Linked DNA regions of Pan troglodytes: region 1 is linked to region 2. Evidence: chromatin contacts called from public HiChIP or PLAC-seq data. All regions are on one chromosome and are shown on one strand. Each heading gives the region's core, a stretch centred on a gene start, on an enhancer-like site or on the middle of the called end of the contact. The rest is flanking DNA. Distances are from core to core; before and after follow the strand shown.

The links. HiChIP or PLAC-seq counts read pairs in DNA pulled down with a chosen protein or histone mark.
Region 1: a contact with region 2 is called in an H3K4me3 HiChIP or PLAC-seq map of stem cell-derived excitatory neurons, with 2.5 times the contacts expected there. The contact joins the promoter of NUMB here to the promoter of PSEN1 in region 2. A contact is called at or near these places in 1 of 1 datasets of contacts at active chromatin or transcription factors (stem cell-derived excitatory neurons) and 1 of 1 other capture datasets (stem cell-derived neural stem cells).

The regions. Positions count from the first base shown.
Region 1 is chr15:71,444,246-71,447,834 of NHGRI_mPanTro3-v2.0_pri, forward strand. It overlaps NUMB (NUMB endocytic adaptor protein), which reads right to left and starts at 1,283. Exons shown (of 11, transcript XM_016926362.4): 1 at 1,031-1,283.
Region 2 is chr15:71,111,498-71,114,748 of NHGRI_mPanTro3-v2.0_pri, forward strand. PSEN1 (presenilin 1) reads left to right here and starts at 1,625. Exons shown (of 12, transcript XM_016926347.4): 1 at 1,625-1,770.

The DNA of each region.
Region 1 (3,589 bases), core at 33-2,532, 330 kb after region 2:
CTGTCCTAGCCAGTTCCACGAAACCATTACTCTCTCCTCGGGCAACTTTCTTTCTCTACCTTATCCCCTCCTATAGGGATTCTCCCCCACCTCCGCCCATCTCCGTCCCATTTTGCATGACTCCTCTCCGACCGAGGGAACTTCCACTCCCCTGCTGGCTCCTCACCCCGGTCTCAAACGCGAGCCACTCCTCGAGGACTTCTTTCCTGGTCCCCTAGGAATCCTCAGAGCCGGAGCGGCCAGGCCAGTTGGGTCTCCCATCCCAGCTCAGCTATGGGGGCGCAGGGCGCTCCGGTTCCTCCCCCAAGAGGTGCAAGATCTCTACTCGTCCGACCCTCCGAAGACCCGCTGCTCCTCATCTCTCCAGGAGCCCCCTCCCTTGGACAGCCGCTTTTCTCAGGAGGGTCCTCAACCCCCTCCGAGCGTTTCCTCAGACGCCCCTACTTGGAGCAAGTCTGCTCCCTGTCACCCGGGACCCTGGCCACCCTCGGCCTTCCTACCTCCCTCGGACCGGGGCCACTCCCAGTTCCCCTGCCCCCCACCCCGCTCTCTCCTCACCGGCCGCTGCCGGGCTTCCCGGGTTCCTCTTCTCCCTGGCACCCAAGCCGTCCTGGGTATTCCCAAGACACCCCGCCCTCGGAGCAGGTCGTTACAGGTCACCCCCTCTCTGGGACCCTGGCCGCTTCCGTTTCCTCAGATACCTACTCCTCACACAGTGGCCGCCGGTCAGCGCGCTAGACCGGAGCAGCTGGACGTCCCAACGGACCTCCTGGCCTGACTCGCGCGTGTCCGGCCGTAGCCTACCTTCCTCGGGAGAACTCTGTAGCCAGAAGCCCAGCCATTCTCCCCCTAGCCCAGTCAGCGCGAACTCGCCGCCGCCCCCGCCGCCTCCGCCCTGGCCCCGGCCCCGGCCCGGGCCCCGACCCGAAGTCCAGGCCCCCTTCCTCCGGCCTCCGCCTCCGGAGTGCTGAGCTGGAGATTCCGCCCCGCGACGGCCCCCAGATCTCTGACCCGCGTTACCGGCACTCACCTGCCGCTGCCCCCGACCAACTCAAGCGCCACTGCCTCTACCTCGGCCGCCAGTGGCCACCAAGCGCCACCACCTCCCCCATGACAACAGGCCCACCCTCTTTCATACTTCTAACCTATCCATTGGATAGTGGGGCGGCAGCTCTCCTCTCTGATTGGTTTAGTATACCCGCCCGTCATCGCTCTTTACCGCCCCTTTTCCTAAACCCGGTATTCGCCCCCGCCCGGACCTGGAGCGTCCTAGCCCAAGCTTTAGTTGTAATTGGTTGAGGGTTGGGCAATTCGAAGTTATGATAGGCTGCTAAAAGTGTCTGTTAAGCTAACTGGCAAGAGACGTGACGGTTAAGGTTGATTCACGCTTGTGCACAGTTTGGTTGCGCAGTAGAAAGCAAAGGAGGGGTAGACGCTCACATTCGTGGTTACACGGGAAGGGTTAACTCTTTGTTGTAGAGTTTTCTCTGTAAACTCTTCCACTTCTCCAGCTCACTTCCTGCAAGGAGAAGCTTATCTCTGCTAGCTTTATTCATAGGGGTAGTACTTACAAAACACCAACATCAGAGGTTGTGTTTAAGAAGTGTTTCCAAGCCTTGGGGAGAAAGGTATCAGAGAGATAAAAATGTCCCCTTCTTTTCTTTGGTCTCAATGCATCCAATTTCATTGAAGTTCTTTCCAGGAGCCTCAATGCTAAAGCGCAAAGCGCAAACTTTCATTTAGCAGAAATCAGTCAACTTCGGTTGCAATTATAAATGTCGTCAATAAACTGAAGTGGCGTATTGAGAGTTCTCCAGCTTCCAGATCCACTCCTGGCTGACCCCTGCCAATTGACCAGACAGCCATTAGCAACTTTTTTTTTTTTTTTTTTTTTTGTGAGACGGAGTTTCTCTCGTTGCCCAGGCTGGAGTGCAATGGTGCTATCTCGGCTCATCGCAACCTACGCCTCCCAGGTTCAAGCGATTCTCCTGCCTTAGCCTCCCGAGTAGCTGGGATTATAGGCATGAGACGGAGTTTCTCCATGTTGGTCAGGCTAGTCTCGAACTCCCAACCTCAGGTGATCCGCCCGCCTCGGCCTCCCAAAGTGCTGGTATTACAGGCGTAAGCCACCGCGCCCGGCCAGCAACTTTCTAATAAGCGGGCCACATTATACCCTTATGATGCTCTGGAAATGAGAATTCTGCTTTCCCCCACCTCTCACTGCCACTTTGTTTTTCTGTTCAGCAGTTCTTAAATAGCCCTACTAGCTGTGTGTCAGATACTTTAAAAGCTTCTCTCTCTCTCTCTTTTTTTTTTCTAAACCTCTTCCTAGCAGTCTAAATTAGGGCCATTGAATGAATTGCCGGGTTGTGTTTTTTTTTTTTTTTTTTTCCTCACTTGGCACAATGCACAAGAATAAATGATTGCATTTTTTATTCACTTGGGTACAAATCACAGTAGGCATTTTTGAGAAATCTGATGTTGCTATAAAAACTCTTGTGCTCCTAGAAATACATTCATCATTAGCTTTTTGCTTTTCCTTTTTTTTCACCCACTTTTCCTGCTCCTAAATAACAAAATGCTGGTCTGATTACTCTTTCAGTTTCTAAATCAGATTTAAATGTACTTTCTCACAACCCCACCTATGATACATATACCCATGGGCCATGAAACAACACCCAGGGATAGTTTAAGACGCTGTCAGGCCGTGCAGTGGCTCATGCCTGTTATCCCAGCACTCTGGGAGGCCGAGCCGGGCAGATCACCTGAGGTCAGGAGTTTGAGACCAGCCTGACCAACATGGTGAAACCCCTGCCTCTGCAGATGGTGCCACTGCACCCCAGCCTGGGCAACAGAGTGAGACTCTGTCTTAATAAAAAAAAAAAAAAGAAGACACTGTCAAGGAGGCATTAACCTCAAGGATGTGGACTTTGGAAATGTTGTGCTTTGTCTCTTTCTTCTTTCTGCTAACCCTTTGTCTCATATTTCTTCTATTTACTAACCTCCTTGTTCTTTGCAGAGCAAGCTACAAAGAGTCTAAAACTGTATGGTTTATTATTCAGAAAAATATTGTCTTTTTTCTAGCCTATATTTTTAGTCAAGTTTAAATAAAGTACATACTTCTATCACCAAACTAAGCAGAAATTATTCCTCCAGTAACTATACATAACAATAAAGTGCCTTTTCCTAGTTATTTTCCGGAACTTTCCTCCCCCTCCTCTCTTCCTCACCTTCCAATTTAGAAATAACCTCCCATTCAATTCAATGACTCACAAAAAGCCTGTGAAAGGAAAGTGGAAAAGCCAAAATAACTTAGAGATGTCTGAATCATTCAGCTGAAGGAAAGATCAGACATTGACCATGATAAGATAGACGCCAAGACATAAGGCAAGCCTGAGCTAACATCCCATAACATGTGAAGTAATGCAAATGTGAAGATGCCCCAAGAAAAAGCAAATACCAATATGTCCTTTTACACAGCCTTTTAATATATCACCAGCAGCTTGCTTCTCTCTAGTCTTGGCAGTGTGCCATGCTACCAATTTTAGAGCAAGTTAGAAGACAATTAATGTCCTGACAGATAGGAAAC
Region 2 (3,251 bases), core at 375-2,874:
CACGCCTGGCTAACTTTTTTTGTATTTTTAGTAGAGACGGGGTTTCTCCATGTTGATCAGGCTGGTCTCGAACTCCTGACCTCAGATGAGCCGCCCACCTTGGCCTCCCAAAGTTCTGGAATTACAGGCGTGAGCCACCGCACCCTGCCTATTGTACCATATTTAGTTTCCCAATTTTTTGCTATATAATATTCCATGAATATCTTTGCCCAAAATTTTTGTAGATTGTTTCTAAGAATAGTTCATCAGCATTTTAAGACATCCTATTAATATTAGCAGACTGCAATCAGATTGAAGTAGTTCACAAATAGATGGGTTTTAGCCTGTATTTGTTCAATACTGAACTATTGTATGTATCAGGCACTGTTATGTATCAGGCACTGTTCTCAGCACTTGTAAAATGTATATGTGCTGCTGACAAGCATGAGCACTTGTAAATGAACAAACTAAAATCCCTACTCTTGTTAAAGTGGGGGAGGTGAAGAATTTTAAAAACATCTTTTTTCGTTCAACCTTCTCCCACAACTTATCTTTCATTCTGCTAATGGAAAATACTACTTTTGTTCTTAAATATGAAGCTTTTGTGTGTAAAAAGTATTAGAATCTGATGTTTTTGAACAAGGTTGGCAGTGGGTTGGGAGGAGGGATTGGAGATTGATGCGATAGGAATGTGAAGGGATAGCTTGGGGTGGATTTTATTTTTTTATTTTAATTTTTATTTTTTGAGATGGAGTCTTGCTCTGTCTCCCAGGCTGGAGTGCAGTGGTGTGATCTCAGCTCACGGGTTCAAGCGATTCTCCTGCTGCAGCCTCCCAAGTAGCTGGGATTACAGGAGCGCGCCACCACACCCGGCTAATTTTTTTGTATTTTTAGTAGAGACGGGGTTTCACCATGTTGGTTAGGCTGGTCTAGAACTCCCAACCTCATGATCCGCCTGCTTCGGCCTCCCAAAGTGCCGGAATTACAGGCGTGAGCCACTGCACCCGGCCGCTTGGGGGTGGATTTTTAAAGAAACTTTAGAAGAATGTAACTTGCCCAGATACCATGTACCGTTAATTTCATTTTCGGTTTTTTGAATACCCATGTTTGACATTTCTCCGTTCACCTTGATTAAATAAGGTAGTATTCATTTTTTAGTTTTAGCTTTTGGATATATGTGTAAGTGTGGTATGCTGTCTAATGAATTAGACATTGGTACTGTCTTTACCAAAACTGGACAAAGAGCAGGCAGATGCAAAAATCAAGTGACCCAGCAAACCAGACACATTTTCTGCTCTCAGCTAGCTTGCCACCTAGAAAGACTGGTTGTCAAAGTTGGAGTCCAAGAATCGCGGAGGATGTTTAAAATGCAGTTTCTCAGGTTCTCGCCACCCACCAGAAGTTTTGATTCATTGAGTGGTGGGAGAGGGCAGAGATATTTGCGATTTTAACAGCATTCTCTTGATTGTGATGCAGCTGGTTCGCAAATAGGTACCCTAAAGAAATGACAGGTGTTAAATTTAGGATGGCCATCGCTTGTATGCCGGGAAAAGCACACGCTGAGCCCAATTTATATAGGGGCTTTCGTCCTCAGCTCGAGCAGCCTCAGAACCCCGACAACCCACGCCAGCGCTCTGGGCGGATTCCGTCAGGTGGGGAAGGCCAGGTGGAGCTCTGGGTTCTCCCCGCAATCGTTGCTCCAGGCCGGAGGCCCCGCCCCCTTCCTCCTGGCTCCTCCCCTCCCCCGTGGGCCGGCCGCCAACGACGCCAGAGCCGGAAATGACGACAACGGTGAGGGTTCTCGGGCGGGGCCTGGGACAGGCAGCTCCGGGGTCCGCGGTTTCACATCGGAAACAAAACAGCGGCTGGTCTGGAAGGAACCTGAGCTACGAGCCGCGGCGGCAGCGGGGCGGCGGGGAAGCGTATGTGCGTGATGGGGAGTCCGGGGAAGGCAGGAAGGCACCGCGGACATGGGCGGCCGCGGGCAGGGCCCGGCCCTTTGTGGCCGCCCGGGCCGCGAAGCCGGTGTCCTAAAAGATGAGGGGCGGGGCGCGGCCGGTTGGGGCTGGGGAACCCCGTGTGGGAAACCAGGAGGGGCGGCCCGTTTCTCGGGCTTCGGGCGCGGCCGGGTGGAGAGAGATTCCGGGGAGCCTTGGTCCGGAAATGCTGTTTGCTCGAAGACGTCTCAGGGCGCAGGTGCCTTGGGCCGGGATTAGTAGCCGTCTGAACTGGAGTGGAGTAGGAGAAAGAGGAAGCGTCTTGGGCTGGGTCTGCTTGAGCAACTGGTGAAACTCCGCGCCTCACGCCCCGGGTGTGTCCTTGTCCAGGGGCGACGAGCATTCTGGGCGAAGTCCGCACGCCTCTTGTTCGAGGCGGAAGACGGGGTCTGATGCTTTCTCCTTGGTCGGGACTGTCTCGAGGCATGCATGTCCAGTGACTCTTGTGTTTGCTGCTGCTTCCCTCTCAGATTCTTCTCACCGTTGTGGTCAGCTCTGCTTTAGGCATATTAATCTATAGTGGAGGCTGGGATGGGTGAGAGAATTGAGGTGACTTTTCCATAATTCAGGTGAGATGTGATTAGAGTTCGATCTGCGGTGGTGGCAGAGGCTTACAAGAAACACTAACGGGACATGGGAACCAATTGAGGATCAGGGAATAAAGTGTGAAGTTGACTAGGAGGTTTTCAGTTTAGAACATGGCAGAGACATTCTCAGAAATAAGGAAGTTAGGAAGAAAGACCTGGTTTAGAGAGGAGGGCGAGGAAGTGGTTTGGAAGTGTCACTTTGGAAGTGCCAGCAGGTGAAAATGCCCTGTGAACAGGACTGGAGCTGAAAACAGGAATCAATTCCATAGATTTCCAGTTGATGTTGGAGCAGTGGAGAAGTCTAAGCTAAGGAAGGGGAAGAGGAGGCCAAGGCAAACACTTAGGAACACTTGTAACGAGGGGGTGGAAGAAGAGCAAGGAGCCAGCTGAGGAGAATGAGTGTGGTTGGAGAACCACCACAGCGCAGGGTCGCCAGAGCTGAGGAAGGGGAGGGAAGCTTCAGGAAGGAAAAGGTTGGCAGGGATTTTGAGTGTTAGGCCTGGTGTAGCAGAAGGAACAGAAGATTTAGAGCAGCGCTAGCCAATAGAAATAAAATGTGAGGCCCGGCGCGGTGGCTCACGCCTGTAATCCCAGCACTTTGGGAGGCCGCGGGGCGGATCCTTGAGCTCAGGAGTTCGAGACCAGACAACACGGCGAAACCCCGTCTCTACAAAAAATTAGCTGGGCG